2 separate regions of the Zea mays genome follow, and region 1 is linked to region 2. Evidence: chromatin contacts called from public Hi-C data. All regions are on one chromosome and are shown on one strand. The core of a region is the stretch at or near the end of the contact, and the rest is flanking DNA. Distances in the headings are between cores, read along the strand shown. Region 1 holds the start of LOC103630640 (receptor-like protein kinase HSL1). Region 2 holds the start of LOC100280280.

The links. Hi-C and Micro-C count contacts between places; a contact is called where the count stands out from the background.
Region 1: a contact with region 2 is called in a Hi-C map of ear, with 2.1 times the contacts expected there. The contact joins the promoter of LOC103630640 here to the promoter of LOC100280280 in region 2. A contact is called at or near these places in 6 of 25 Hi-C or Micro-C datasets (bundle sheath, ear, leaf and 1 more).

Annotation. Positions count from the first base shown.
Region 1 is chr6:171,695,931-171,703,009 of Zm-B73-REFERENCE-NAM-5.0, forward strand. LOC103630640 (receptor-like protein kinase HSL1) reads left to right here and starts at 1,844. Exons shown (of 2, transcript XM_008651688.3): 1 at 1,844-5,040; 2 at 5,132-5,832. The coding sequence starts at 2,241. The coding sequence ends at 5,586. It overlaps LOC100170246 (hexokinase 2), which reads right to left. Exons shown (of 9, transcript NM_001130127.1): 8 at 6,601-6,682; 9 at 6,178-6,525. The coding sequence ends at 6,178.
Region 2 is chr6:171,521,090-171,527,607 of Zm-B73-REFERENCE-NAM-5.0, forward strand. LOC100280280 reads right to left here and starts at 3,614. Exons shown (of 13, transcript NM_001153208.1): 1 at 3,523-3,614; 2 at 2,927-3,148; 3 at 2,531-2,827; 4 at 2,286-2,453; 5 at 2,023-2,190; 6 at 1,847-1,927; 7 at 1,378-1,444; 8 at 1,188-1,285; 9 at 873-945; 10 at 715-785; 11 at 575-624; 12 at 133-245; 13 at 1-51. The coding sequence starts at 3,561. It overlaps LOC100194088, which reads right to left. Exons shown (of 14, transcript NM_001359391.1): 11 at 6,267-6,338; 12 at 6,128-6,181; 13 at 5,909-6,050; 14 at 5,368-5,745. The coding sequence ends at 5,699.

The DNA.
Region 1 (7,079 bases), core at 594-3,093, 170 kb after region 2:
AACAGCTCATGTTCATATTCTAGAATGGCAAGCAAATGGTACACGAGGGAGTATTGACAGTTCTAGCGTCAGTAGCATATTCATCACAGGTGTTATTCACTTGGGAGTTTTATGCATATTGAATCTCTGTCATTGTGCATCATAGCCTCATGGGGTTGTCGTATTGTTGTAGCGCTTTCTAACTTACTCATAATAACAACTTTATATATCATTTACATTGTTTTTTTGTTGTCTAGCTGATTATAAGTTTGTAGCAAAATTTTTTTTGTTTGTCCATTTACGTGGGGCAGCAGGCTGCTGCGCTCTTGGGAGAGCAGCCCGTCTACCACGCCGTACAGCGTACCATTGGCTGCGGGGCTGCCATGCCCCCAGTGTCGCTGCCCGGCAAGGAGGCTGGGTATTTGGAGAGTATCGGCGAAGCATCATGGCTCCCGACGAAGCAGAGGCTGCGACCAGCGCGCTGGACGTTGCTGGGGCCGCCTGATGCTGGCGGCGGCTGCTGCCTGGGGGCAGCGGCAGAGCTCATGATCGTCGAGACCTTTGATAACATATTGGTAAGAGACACGTTCCCTATACTGACGATATGTTTCCGTTGCAACGCACGAGCACCCACCTAGTAGTAGATATAAAAAGCAAAAGAACGAGGAACGTTTGAATTGGCATGGCACTGAAAAAACGCACCGTCGTTCACAAGTGCTGCACCGAAGACAGTGACATGTTTGAACGACCGAACCTTTTTTTTTGTTTTTGCCCCCCACTCAAACGTTTGAATGATAGTGTATGATCGGAGACAACAGGCAATTCTAATCTCAAGTTCAGTTGATCGGTGGATAACATGACAGACACCCACCGAGACGATTGGTTGGTGGCGTGCTAAACTGCTAAGCAGTGGGCGCTGGTGCGACTTACTGTTCCCTCGGGCCTCGGGGCTCGGGCAGCTAGTAGTAGTGCAGGTGCAGCTTTGAGAAGACAAGGCGGCCCACGCACGGCGCTCTCCAGTCTCTCTTTGCCATGGTCAGCAAAGGCGAGCTGGCCACAGAGACTTTTACTTTTCTCCGCACCAGCTCACCCCACCTCTGCGATATGTGGAGGCAGGCAGCTGTTTAGTTGGCAGTCCCAGTCCGTCACAGCGTGAGATCAGTCAATGGGCTAGATTAATTAATCCAATGGTTTTATTTATTTGCTAAACTTTCTAGAAGCAGCCGCGACTTGGCGTGGAATACTGTTTCGTCGCCGCGTTTTCCATGTCTCGCTGTCCTACGCTTCCGCTACTCCAGAAGACGTTTTGTGTTCCGTCTTTCCTCAATCTTCAAGTAGTAAGTGCGAGCCGTAGCGCATGTTCGCTTCCCGGCGTGCCCATCCAGATCCAGGCCGCGCACACGTGTGCGTGGAGTATCCTTCTGCTCACGACTTGAGTACTGACCGGTGGGACCGCTCACAGTCAAAGCGTGAAGCATTCCTTTTCCGTTCGGCCGGTGGGACCGATCAGGTAGGTGGTGTCGCTGACATGGCTGGCCTGCCTACTTACTTATTAGTTATTACCAGGCGGCTGTTTGTGCCGCGGCTAGTAGCTGCCTCCCTCCTCCCTCGCTCTGTCCGCTGATCGCTGCATAGGAATAATAAATAGTTTGGTCGTGTTTCGTCCAGACTAGAAAAGAGAAAGAAAGAAAAACAGATCATGTACTGCGCTTACTGTCTTCGAGATGGCCACAAAATCAACGGAGATTATGTAACGATAAAATACTCGGTCCTTGCCACTAATTAAGCCACGTACGTAGCTGCACGTTTCGCCCGCAGTTTAGCAGTCACATCAAACAACTCCAACTCAAACATATACTCTCTTCTATTTTTTTTTCCTCGAATACGTAAATAGTTTACGCCAGCATAACCACGATACAAATATTTGAGCACATAAACAGCATGCTTCTGATCAATGCTCTATAGATAGGCTACAAGAATTAGCTCTACAGATAGCATAACAAACATATTCCTTTCAAACTGAGCCAAAATTTTGACCTGTCTAAAACAACGTGCAACCGCCACTAGCCAATGACACCAGCGACTCTTGAGTCTCTGAAGCTTCCAAGCAACCATCACCCAGCAGAAAACGAGCCAATAATTAACGGGACAATGCAAAAGGCTGGGCGTCACCGTCCCAAGTCACGTTCCCACTGACCAGTACATATAAGTGTGTCCCCGCGCACGCTCCAGGGTTCACAGTTCACACCACGCGGTCCGCGATGGCAGGCCACCACCGCGCCCGCCGAGTAAACGGCACGCGCGCGCCCCCGCGCCGGCCGTCGGCGGAAAAAATCACGCGGAGCCGGAGCCACCCCGAAAAGCCACGCACGTCGCCAACAACCGTTCTACGCGTCCAGCCCCTGCTGTGCGCCTGCGTCTGGCTCGCCCTGCTGCTGGCGTGCCTCCCGCGCCAGGCCGCGGCGCAGGACGCCGAGGCGCGGCTGCTGCTGCAGATCAAGAGCGCGTGGGGCGACCCGGCGCCGCTCGCGTCGTGGAGCAACGCGACCGCGGCGGCGCCGCTCGCGCAGTGCAGCTGGGCCTACGTGCTCTGCGACGGGGCCGGGCGGGTCAGCTCGCTCAACCTCACCAACGTCACGCTGGCCGGCCGCACCATCCCCGACGCCATCGGCGGGCTCACGGCCCTCACGGTGCTCGACCTGTCCAACACCAGCGTCGGCGGCGGCTTCCCTGCGTCCCTCTACAACTGCGCCGCCATCGCGCGCCTCGACCTCTCCCACAACCAGCTCGCCGGGGACCTCCCGGCCGACATCGACCGGCTCGGCGCCAACCTGACCTACCTCGCCCTGGACCACAACAACTTCACCGGCGCGATACCGGCGGCGGTGTCCAGGCTCACCAACCTCACGTACCTCGCTCTCGGCGGAAGCCAGCTCACCGGCACCATCCCGCCGGAGCTCGGCCAGCTGGTTAACCTTCGGACGCTCAAGCTCGAGAGGACTCCCTTCAGTGCCGGCACGCTGCCGGAGTCGTTCAAGAACTTGACCAAGCTAACGACCGTCTGGCTGGCCAAGTGCAACCTCACCGGCGAGATCCCGAGCTATGTCGCGGAGCTGGCGGAGATGGAGTGGCTCGACCTGTCCATGAATGGACTCACCGGAAACATACCGTCCGGGATATGGAACCTCCAGAAGCTGACGAATCTGTACCTGTACACCAACAACCTCTCCGGCGACATCGTCATCAACAACGGGACGATAGGAGCGGCAGGTTTGGTAGAGGTTGACCTGTCCGAGAACATGCTGACTGGGACCATCCCAGGAAGCTTCGGAAGCTTGACGAAGCTAAGGCTCCTCATTTTGCACGACAACAATCTCGTCGGCGAGATACCGGCAAGCATAGCCCAGCTACCGTCCTTGGTATACTTGTGGCTGTGGAGCAACAGCCTCAGCGGAGAGCTCCCGCCGGGGCTCGGAAAGGAGACGCCGGTGCTGAGAGATATCCAGATCGACGACAACAACTTTTCCGGGCCAATACCGGCGGGGATCTGTGAGCACAACCAGCTGTGGGTGCTCACCGCCCCCGGTAACCGCTTGAACGGCTCAATACCGACCGGTCTTGCCAACTGCTCGAGTCTCATATGGTTGTTCCTCGGAGGTAACCAGCTGTCCGGCGAGGTGCCGGCCGCTCTATGGACGGTGCCGAAGCTTCTGACCGTGTCGTTGGAGAACAATGGACGGTTGGGCGGGAGCCTGCCGGAGAAGCTGTACTGGAACCTGTCGAGGCTTAGCATCGACAACAACCAGTTCACCGGACCGATTCCTGCATCGGCTACTAATCTCAAGCGGTTCCACGCCAGCAACAACTTGTTCTCCGGCGACATACCACCGGGGTTCACCGCTGCGATGCCCCTTCTGCAGGAGCTGGACCTGTCGGCGAACCAGCTGTCTGGGGCAATCCCACAGAGCATTGCGTCGCTCAGTGGCATGTCGCAGATGAACTTAAGCCATAACCAGCTCACCGGCGGCATACCGGCGGGGTTAGGCTCGATGCCGGAGCTCACCCTGCTGGACCTTTCGTCAAACCAGCTTTCCGGCGCCATACCGCCGGCGCTGGGAACGCTGAGGGTCAACCAGCTTAATCTGTCCTCCAACCAGCTCACCGGCGAGGTTCCCGATGCGCTCGCCCGTACCTACGACCAAAGCTTCATGGGCAATCCAGGCCTCTGCACCGCCCCGCCGGTGTCGGGCATGCGCTCGTGCGCGGCCCCGTCAACCGACCATGTCTCGCCGCGTCTCCGTGCGGGCCTCCTCGCCGCGGGCGCCGCGCTCGTCGTCCTCATCGCGGCGCTCGCCGTCTTCGTCGTCCGCGACATCAGGAGGCGGAAGCGGCGGCTCGCGCTGGCTGAGGAGCCCTGGAAGCTCACCGCTTTCCAGCCCGTGGACTTCGGCGAGGCCTCCGTGCTGCGCGGGCTCGCCGACGAGAACCTCATCGGCAAGGGCGGCTCGGGGCGCGTGTACCGCGTCACGTACACCAGCCGGAGCAGCGGCGAAGCGGCGGGCACCGTGGCCGTGAAGCGCATCTGGGCCGGCGGGAGTCTGGACAAGAAGCTGGAGCGCGAGTTCGCGTCGGAGGTGGACATCCTCGGCCACATCCGGCACAGCAACATCGTGAAGCTCCTCTGCTGCCTCTCCCGCGCGGAGACCAAGCTACTCGTCTACGAGTTCATGGGCAACGGCAGCCTGGACCAGTGGCTGCACGGCCACAGCAGGCTGGCCGGGACCGGGACTGCCATGGTCAGGGCCCCGTCGGTCCGGCGTGAGCCGCTGGACTGGCCGACGAGGGTCAAGGTGGCCGTCGGCGCCGCGCGCGGGCTGTACTACATGCATCATGAGTGCTCGCCGCCCATCGTGCACCGCGACGTCAAGTCCAGCAACATCTTGCTCGACTCGGAGCTCAATGCCAAGGTCGCCGATTTCGGGCTCGCCCGGATGTTGGTCCAGGCCGGCACGACCGACACGATGACCGCCGTCGCCGGATCGTTCGGCTACATGGCTCCCGGTACGTGTCTCGTCTTTCTGCCGGGATCCTGAACGCCAGTTCCAGTGACACGTCAGCTTACGTTTTCTGATCGTCACGTTCCTTTGCGCAGAGTCCGTGTACACGAGGAAGGTGAACGAGAAGGTCGACGTGTACAGCTTCGGGGTCGTTCTCTTGGAGCTGACCACCGGTAGATTAGCCAACGACGGCGGTGAGCACGGCTCCCTGGCCGACTGGGCGTGGCGGCACCTGCAGTCCGGTAAAAGCATCGCCGAGGCCGCAGACAAGTCCATCGCGGACGCCGGTTACGGTGACCAAGTCGAGGCCGTCTTCAAGCTCGGCATTATATGCACCGGTCGCCAGCCGTCCTCGCGGCCGACGATGAAGGGTGTGCTTCAGATACTGCAGCGGTGCGAGCAGGCGCACCAGAGGACCTTCGACGAGAAGGTCGCCGACTACGACGCCGCTCCGCTGCTGCAGGTGCATGGAGGTAGCCGCCGGAAACAACTCTCCGATGCCGAAGTGATCGACGACGATGGGAAGGGCGGTTTCGACTGCAATGTCTGAAGAAAAGCAGAATGAGCAATGGCTATGGGAACCCTGACCACCTGAGGCCAGAACCTAGCATATAGGACGCCATGTGCTTGTGCACGCTCTTTGCCAGAGCAAAGGATAGTCATCACAGCTCATTACAACAACACTGATGGACAGTGCCACCCCGTAATATAGGTTTTTATGTACTGTAACAGCGAAACTATAAAACTAAATCCAATCATATATTTGACGAAGCAGTGAAGAGAACACATGGTCAAATTATCGTGCCTCCTCTTTATTGCCAACACAAAAAGGTTAAAAGTTTTGATTGGTTTACAACACCATACAAGGAGAAGAAAAACTGGGCAGAACATGAATGGCATTGTTCAGCTTCCATTTCTATGTTCCTGCCGTCCAAACCTTATGCCATTAGATAACCTCCAAACTGATTGGCTCTATACTAGCTATATCCCGCTGCAGAGCCTTAAGTGCATCCACAGAATAGCCAAGAAAGGAAGCCGAAAAATTCCCCGAGGAGAGCCAGAATATTAGGGATGTTTTGAAGGGAAAAAAAGATAAAAATGAGAGCTACACTCGAAGTTCGATCCACACCAGTTTTCAAGACTAGTCACTCTCGCCATACTGGGAGTGTGAGGCTGCAAGGAGAGCAGCTCCAATGCCAGAGCCATCGTTGGCCAGCTTGGCAACCACGGAGGAAGAGGCCTCTTCGCCGAGCAAGTCTGTAAGAGTTGCTTCGACGCAGCTGCTGAACTTCTTGTAATGCTCATAGAGCCCACCATCCAAGGCAATTACAGTCCTTGGCATTTTACTGCCACTGCTTGGTACTTTGTCCCGGCCTATCTTCTTCAGGATGCTATATATACCTGCGGCAGCCAAGCGTGCTCCACGCTCTGCGACAAGGTCACAGATGTGACGGGTAATGTATCTTACTTCCAGGGAAGTATCTGCGACCTGAACATGATATCAAATATTTCATAAGTGATCAAGACAATTTATGGTAACCAATTTGGCACAAACAAGTCATACCCCAACTATATCCTTCAGTTTAGATCCAAGAGTTTTGAGGTCATGCGAAGAGTCATGATGCATGGCTGACATATCTGGCGTCCTGTTATACCACAATGATTGTATTCAGAAAACATATCCTATTAGATACATAAGAAGTTTCAACTTACTAAGCATAAAAGAGCACAAAAGAGCTGGTGTGAAAGAATGTTAAGCGTCACAAAAAGATGACGTTACTAATGGCATGGGGGGTTCAACATGCCTCAAATATGCTATACTCCCTCCAGCCCTTTTTAACTGTCGTTCTCATATTTCGAGAAATCAAATATACTCAACTTTGACCAAATATAAGAAAATATTAATGTTTATTGTACATAATTGGTACCATTAGATATATAGTTGATTTTTTTATAATAAACAAAATTAGAGATACAAATGTTGCTAGTATTTTCTACAATCCTAGTCAAACTTAAGAAAGTTTGACCAGCACGTATTCCACA
Region 2 (6,518 bases), core at 2,364-4,863:
ACTTCGAGTGAAACTTGCGGCTAACAGACTCGTAGCTAGGAACATGAATAACTGCAATAAAAGCAATTCAGTTAGTCGCCATACCTTGTCGGGCACCAATGCACCATGACTACTCGAAACTGCTGAACATACCGTCGCCCCACGATGCCATTGTGAGTGGTGTAGACATCATCTCCTTTGCGGTTGACAAAATGTCATTCAAAGTGATCTCCTCAACTGTTTTCAGGAAATACTCGATGGGCTTCCTGAAATTTCAGAAACATAGAATCAGTTGAAGATGACAACAGATCTACTGGACTCTGGAGAAATGGACACAACTGCTGCATGGATGCTTTGGATCTGATTGGACTCAAAAAGACTATACCAACTTAGGAGTAACTAGGTTGTCTAAGCATACATCCACACCCCTCAACAAACTGAGCGAGACTCAGATCTTTGGATGTGCTTGTACTTGTTGGGACCCAAATAGAAAATCTTCCAGCATGACTATATTGATATTTTTGCAAGGATACGGTGCATAAATGTAGCAGAAAATAGACCTAATTTATGTACTAGCACAGCAATACTCTCGTACCTTTCCCCATAAGTAAGAACCTGTCTTCCAATATCTTCAGATGCTATAGACTGCAGAAGAGGAAAAGTGTGTACTGTAAAGAACACTTTAGGAAAACGGGTCATACAGTTAGGATTTGATCAGGAGCAAGAACAGTGTACCCTTGATTCCAAGTTCATCAGAACTGCAGATTTGGTTGCCTCTTTAGCACGATCAAGTTGTTCTTGTGTAACTACAGGAGGTAAAACATGGAGGACAAAGGACTGTGACTGATAATGATCAACCCAGAATAGAAACAGGAAACTGGCAAGAAAGAAACCTTTTCCAGGTGTCGCAATCTCCAGGAGTTCCCCTGCTGCCAAATCCACAGCCTTCGATGAAAAGTCTGGGCTCTGTTGAATGATAACATTAAAAAAACAGTCAGCTGCATTAATTGTTTGAACACAAGGGCGTACACAATTTAGATTACTAGAGACGAACGGCCCGCTTTGAAACGCGCAAAAGAACAGATAAAAATTGAGCAGCCATGAACACGCGTCAGGGTCCGGAGCTATGCTAAATGACGTGAAACACGGACGTGCCCTGAAAAGGCATGAGGTTTTAATAAAAAGGATGCTCCAGGAGAGAAGCTTACAGTGACTGCATAAATTCCAAAAAGGCCCGAATTGTTATAGACGCTATTGAAAGCAGAGAATGATTCAATCTGTTGGAAGTTGGTCAAGACACGGAGATCTGTAGATATAGGATCAAAGGTCGTGTTAGGATTCATCACATAAGTTTGTTTGCATAACTCTATGACAGTAATGATTTATAAACAGCCATACACAATCGAGAATGCATTCCCTTTCCAGGCCCACCAGCAGAGAAGGACCCTCCTCCTCCCATGAGCATCTACAGACAACAAATTGATCAACATACCTTTGAAGCACTATTAGATTAGCATATGCAACAGCACATGTGATTGTTTTTTAACACCGCTAGAAGAAATGGCATACACCGCACGCTCAAGTACAGATGAGACTGCCTGAGAAATCTCAGGACATGTCTACCGGGCACACATGCACGCACACTACTCACACTGTCACACACCCACATGGTTCCCTCAGGGGGGAAATCCCTGGTGAGGCACATGAGTTCATCCCAGGCTCCCAGCCAGGAATCGAACCCGGCGAGCACATGAGATAACATGCAAAGATAAGTTCCAAAAAAGAAAGCATCAGCAATTCTAATATAGAACAAATGGCCTCAAGTATCCATAAATAGTTAGATCATTTAAACAGTTGTAAGGCATACCTGAAGCACTGTCACAACCATTGCAGTTTTCTCTTGATTCCAACCACCTGGCACCTCAAAAGCAAGTGCGATGTGTGTGTTCTGTTTCCAATGAATCCAATTTTAAGCATAATTGAAGTAAATCATTCATAACCCCTCAAGAATAATAAATTAATAATGCAATGCCAACAACTCACTGGAGAATCTGCTTGGCAGCGATAGTCTCCTCCCACGTACACAGATTTTGGCTCTTCAGGACGTTTCACGCACGGAAGGTCAGACAGAAGTGGTTCTACAACTGAAATCAGCGCATCATGATCAACTCCTGATGCTGCAAGAACCATCCTGGGAGCAGTGTAATGTTCCTACATTTATCATAATTTATCATAACAAACAAAAAAGTCACAGAGACGCTTTCATGACTGAGCATTGACTTGGGAAATAAATCACTGAATCTTACAGCAACAAATTCCTCCAAGCTGCTAACATCCAACCGGTTTACAGCAGATTCTGAAGCCATCAAAGGTTTTGCCAGTGCCCCGGAATATCCAACCGAATGAAGGGCCTCCAGAAGTAGACCTTGAGGATTAGCAGACGCATCAGCTATTTCAGATTTTATGTTCTGGAGCTGTAGAAACGAAGAACGCCATTAGTACATAAAAGGATGAAAAAAAGAACTTCAATTTATTTTCAGTGATAAAGTACCTGCTCTTTGACCTCCCAATCGAGGAATGCTGGATTCCTCACACTGTCAATGAGAACTTCAACCATTTCTGGTGTATAGCTCTTCAATGCATCATAGGTATAGCTCATTTGTTCACGGGAAGCTGATGCAGAGACATTTCCTCCAATGGCTTCTACCTCACGAACTAACCGTAAGTGAGTCCGATTCACTGTGCTCTTGAAGGCCATTCTCTCCAACAGATGTGATACTCCAGATGAAGCAGGTGTTTCGTAAATGGAACCACAGTCAATGTACAGACCCACAGATGCTGCTGGGCTCTGAGTTAAGTCCATAAGAAAACATTGATGTCATGGAAAAGAACGGAAACAAAACAAAACAAAACCAGAACTTCAACATATGTGAGAGCAGGGCAGTACCGATGATGTCTCCGAGGCGATCTTGACGCCATTTGGAAGAGTAGTGACTTTTGTCTTAGATGGCTCTACAAAATCTGGTAGAGGTGAGGGAATGCTAATGCCTGGGAGTGGAACATCAAGGGGAGGGAGTTCGCTTGATTTTCCACCAAGAAGCCAGCTGAACAGACCACCTGAGGACTGCTTCGCAACACTTGTACTGGCAAGCCTAGAAGCACCATGATGCTGAAAATGAAAACAATACAAGAATGGAATATGTCTTTCAGGCTAGAGAATGCGTCAACAATTAGCATCAAATAAGTGGGAAACACAACTCAAAGGGTATGTGAAATCTAACACTGCAAGACAAATTTGAGAATGGACAACAACCAAAGCTGCCTGCCGAATTTCTTTCTTATGGGATTCGTTTCATCTGTGTCCCTACTCCCTAGTGCCTACAAGGAAATAGGAGTAAAGAACCCAGCTTCTGATTCATCGCCACATGAGAACGACACTCAGGCGACCCGTTCGGATCTAACCTAAGTGCAATCATACCCGAGTGGATCGAGACGTGCATGCAACGGGGAAGGGGAAGGCAGGGGAGAATAGGAGGGCGGAACCTTGAGGGAGCGGAGGTGGCTCCCGGCGGCGCGGTACATGGTCTCCGGCGATACGAGATCCTGCGGCGGCGGAAGAGGAGCAGAGGCCGGCGGTGAGGGACGGTGCGCGCGTGCACAAGCTTTGGGGTGGAGAGAAAAAGGCCAAGAGTTCCGCCTCTCACGTTGGGCCGCTGGGTCCGTGGGCCTAAAGTTTTTCTTTCCCTTTTGAGGATCAGCCGTGGGCTTAAGTGAAAGTTGATTCCATCGCTTTAGGCTTCATTTCTGGACCACGGGCCCATTTGTTTCCGATCGCATCGCACAATACAAGGTTTACTAGTCATAGCTTATTTCGAATTTTATACTATCATATACGATCTACTGTCTACTAGTCATAGCTTTAGGGCATCTCTTTGGTTGTTTCGTCCGACATGCGTCACCTCGCCTCACTAGCTTGGGCCAGCTAAGCAAGCCATTTTAGTTTGGATGAAAAAAATATGAAGCGGAATTGAAAAATATGAAGCGGAGCAGTCAAAACCAGGGTTTTACAAACCGGTTGGGAGTCAAAAACCGGCCAGCGCCGATAACCGATTTATTGCGATTAACCATGATAAACCAGTACAAACCAGTTTTTAATTTTGACCAATTCTAGAACAGTTTATCGGTCCATACAACCGATTAATCGGTCACTAATTTGATAAACCGACAGCGGTACGTTAGAAACCAAATCTCTTTTTTTTTGCCAAATAAGGGTCTGTTTGGTTGGGTTGTGGCTGTGAAAAAAGTTGTTGTGGGCTGTGAGTTGTGGAAAAAGCTGTTGTAGGCTGTAAGATGTTAAAAAGCTAAAAACCGTTCGGTGGAAACCACTAAAAGTCGTTAAAAATTCTTCGATATATGTTTTCACAGTTCCATCCGAAAAGTCACTAAAAGCAGGTCCAGGGGTGCTTTCAGATTTGCACTACAAGAAAGTCGGCTTTTAGAAAAAGCTGCTTCCTGGATCCAGCCTTTTGGTTGGCTTTTGGCTTTTAGGGGGCAAAAGCCAAAGCCAAAAGTCAAACCAAACACACCCTAAAGCACATTGATGTCATAAAATTTAAACAAAAAATGCATAAATGTGATCACAAGCCCAATAACAATATTTAAAGGTTCAAATGTATTACATGGTACAGTTTCATTGTTCAAATATTTTCATGTCACGATTTCACAGTTCACAAATAACATCGAAGATACAATAGAAGGTGAAATTATTCATGCAAATCAATTGATTTTTTTATTTGTCTTCATGACAAAAAAAAAATAAATGGGTCATATGAGCTCAAAAAATGTTATATAGTTTTTAGATTTTTATTGGGGGTGCATGCAGTTCAAATTAGTATTTGTTTCGGCTAGCGCATAAAACATCGCTTGTACAATATAGAAAGGATGAGTTATTTTTAAAAATTCTGAACTTCTAGACGACAACTTATAAGTGGTGTATTGCATGTAAAGTAACTTTCATGAATAATTCATAGTATCTATACAAAAGTTGGCATAAAAAGTTTTCAAAATTTATAAGTTTTTCCAAATTTTAAATCAAAAACTGGTGTATCGGTATTACCGGTAGGCACCGATTACCAATTAGCGGGCCGGTAAGCCGGATGAACTGTTCAGTTTGATGAACCTTGGTCACTATATATCTTATCCACCTTTTAAACGCAAAAGGCAAATAGCATGGTAAAATGTTATTTTCACTAAGCAACACCTTGTTTGTTAGTGGCGGACATGAGGCCATAAGACCGGCTCAGAAGGCGAGACAGACAGGCACCAAGAAGGTTAGGGGGAATTGAAGGGATTTAAAGTAAAAAAAAGGTAAACTGGTGCAGAAATAAATTAGATTGAATATGACCGACTTCAATTGCAATAGCTGGAAAGAAAATTATACTCATAACCATAACCATCGGTTAGGTCGGTTAGGTCGTAGGATGATGTTTCTACCGATACCTAGGGTTCAACAGACAAGTCTTTTTTTGCACTCTCAAAATTGCACTTCAGCAAATCAAAACTCTCGAACTTGTGTGCTTCTGTAGAAATATAAATGGTCACATTTTACTGTTCATGTAAAAGCTACTAGCAGAGGGTACAATACAAAATTTGGAAAATATGTATTGCCAGTTTATCGCTCTTGTACCATTTAGAAACTAGTGAGAAAAAAACATTGAGTTTAATCTTTCTGCAACTTGGCTGGCGCTGTCCTCTCCTTATGGGATGCTGCATTAGGGAAAAAGATCAAAATCATTGATTGTCCATCTTGAACACAGCTAAGTAAAGAGCATTCATCTAATTTTGGACATCCTTGCTAAAAGCCAGGGTGCATGAGATTGACAGCGGAAAGGCATCCTCGTTTACGTTCAAGGGCCAAGATAAAAATTACCTGCATATCTCCTTTTCTTGTTAGCTCTTCTTCTCTTGCGCTCAGCCTGTGTAAGTTCCCCCTCTTCCTTAACATCACCTTTTCCTTCAAATATCTCTTCAGGGGCAAGCATTGCAGCATCCGAAACAGCTACAGGTGCAATCTGAGAGACAGAGATCATCACAACAAAAAACACTCTGATAGAGCAACATCACAGGGAAAAGTGAACAATTTTTGTACCTCTTCCATGGCTAAAGCAGGCACATTTGCTTGCACAGACATATCCTCAATGACCTGAAAAGACAATAATATTTAATTCCATACGGCGAAAGTACTTAGCAAAAGAGATTGGAAATATGAATTTTGAAGTTATCCTTACTGGCTTTGGAGCAAAGTGGAAATGCGATAGCGCATCCAATTTCAAACATATCCTCTTAAATAAAGTATTTGCCTAGGTAGAAACAGTTATTCATTAGGCAAGTACATATGTAATCACAACAGAAAAACAAATCACAACAGAAAAACAAATACATATAGCATCGACAGAGTGAGTTGGGTGAACCAAGGCCAATGCAATAAATCTACCCAAATAATGTAAAACACCAAATTTTATCTATACAAGTATATAATA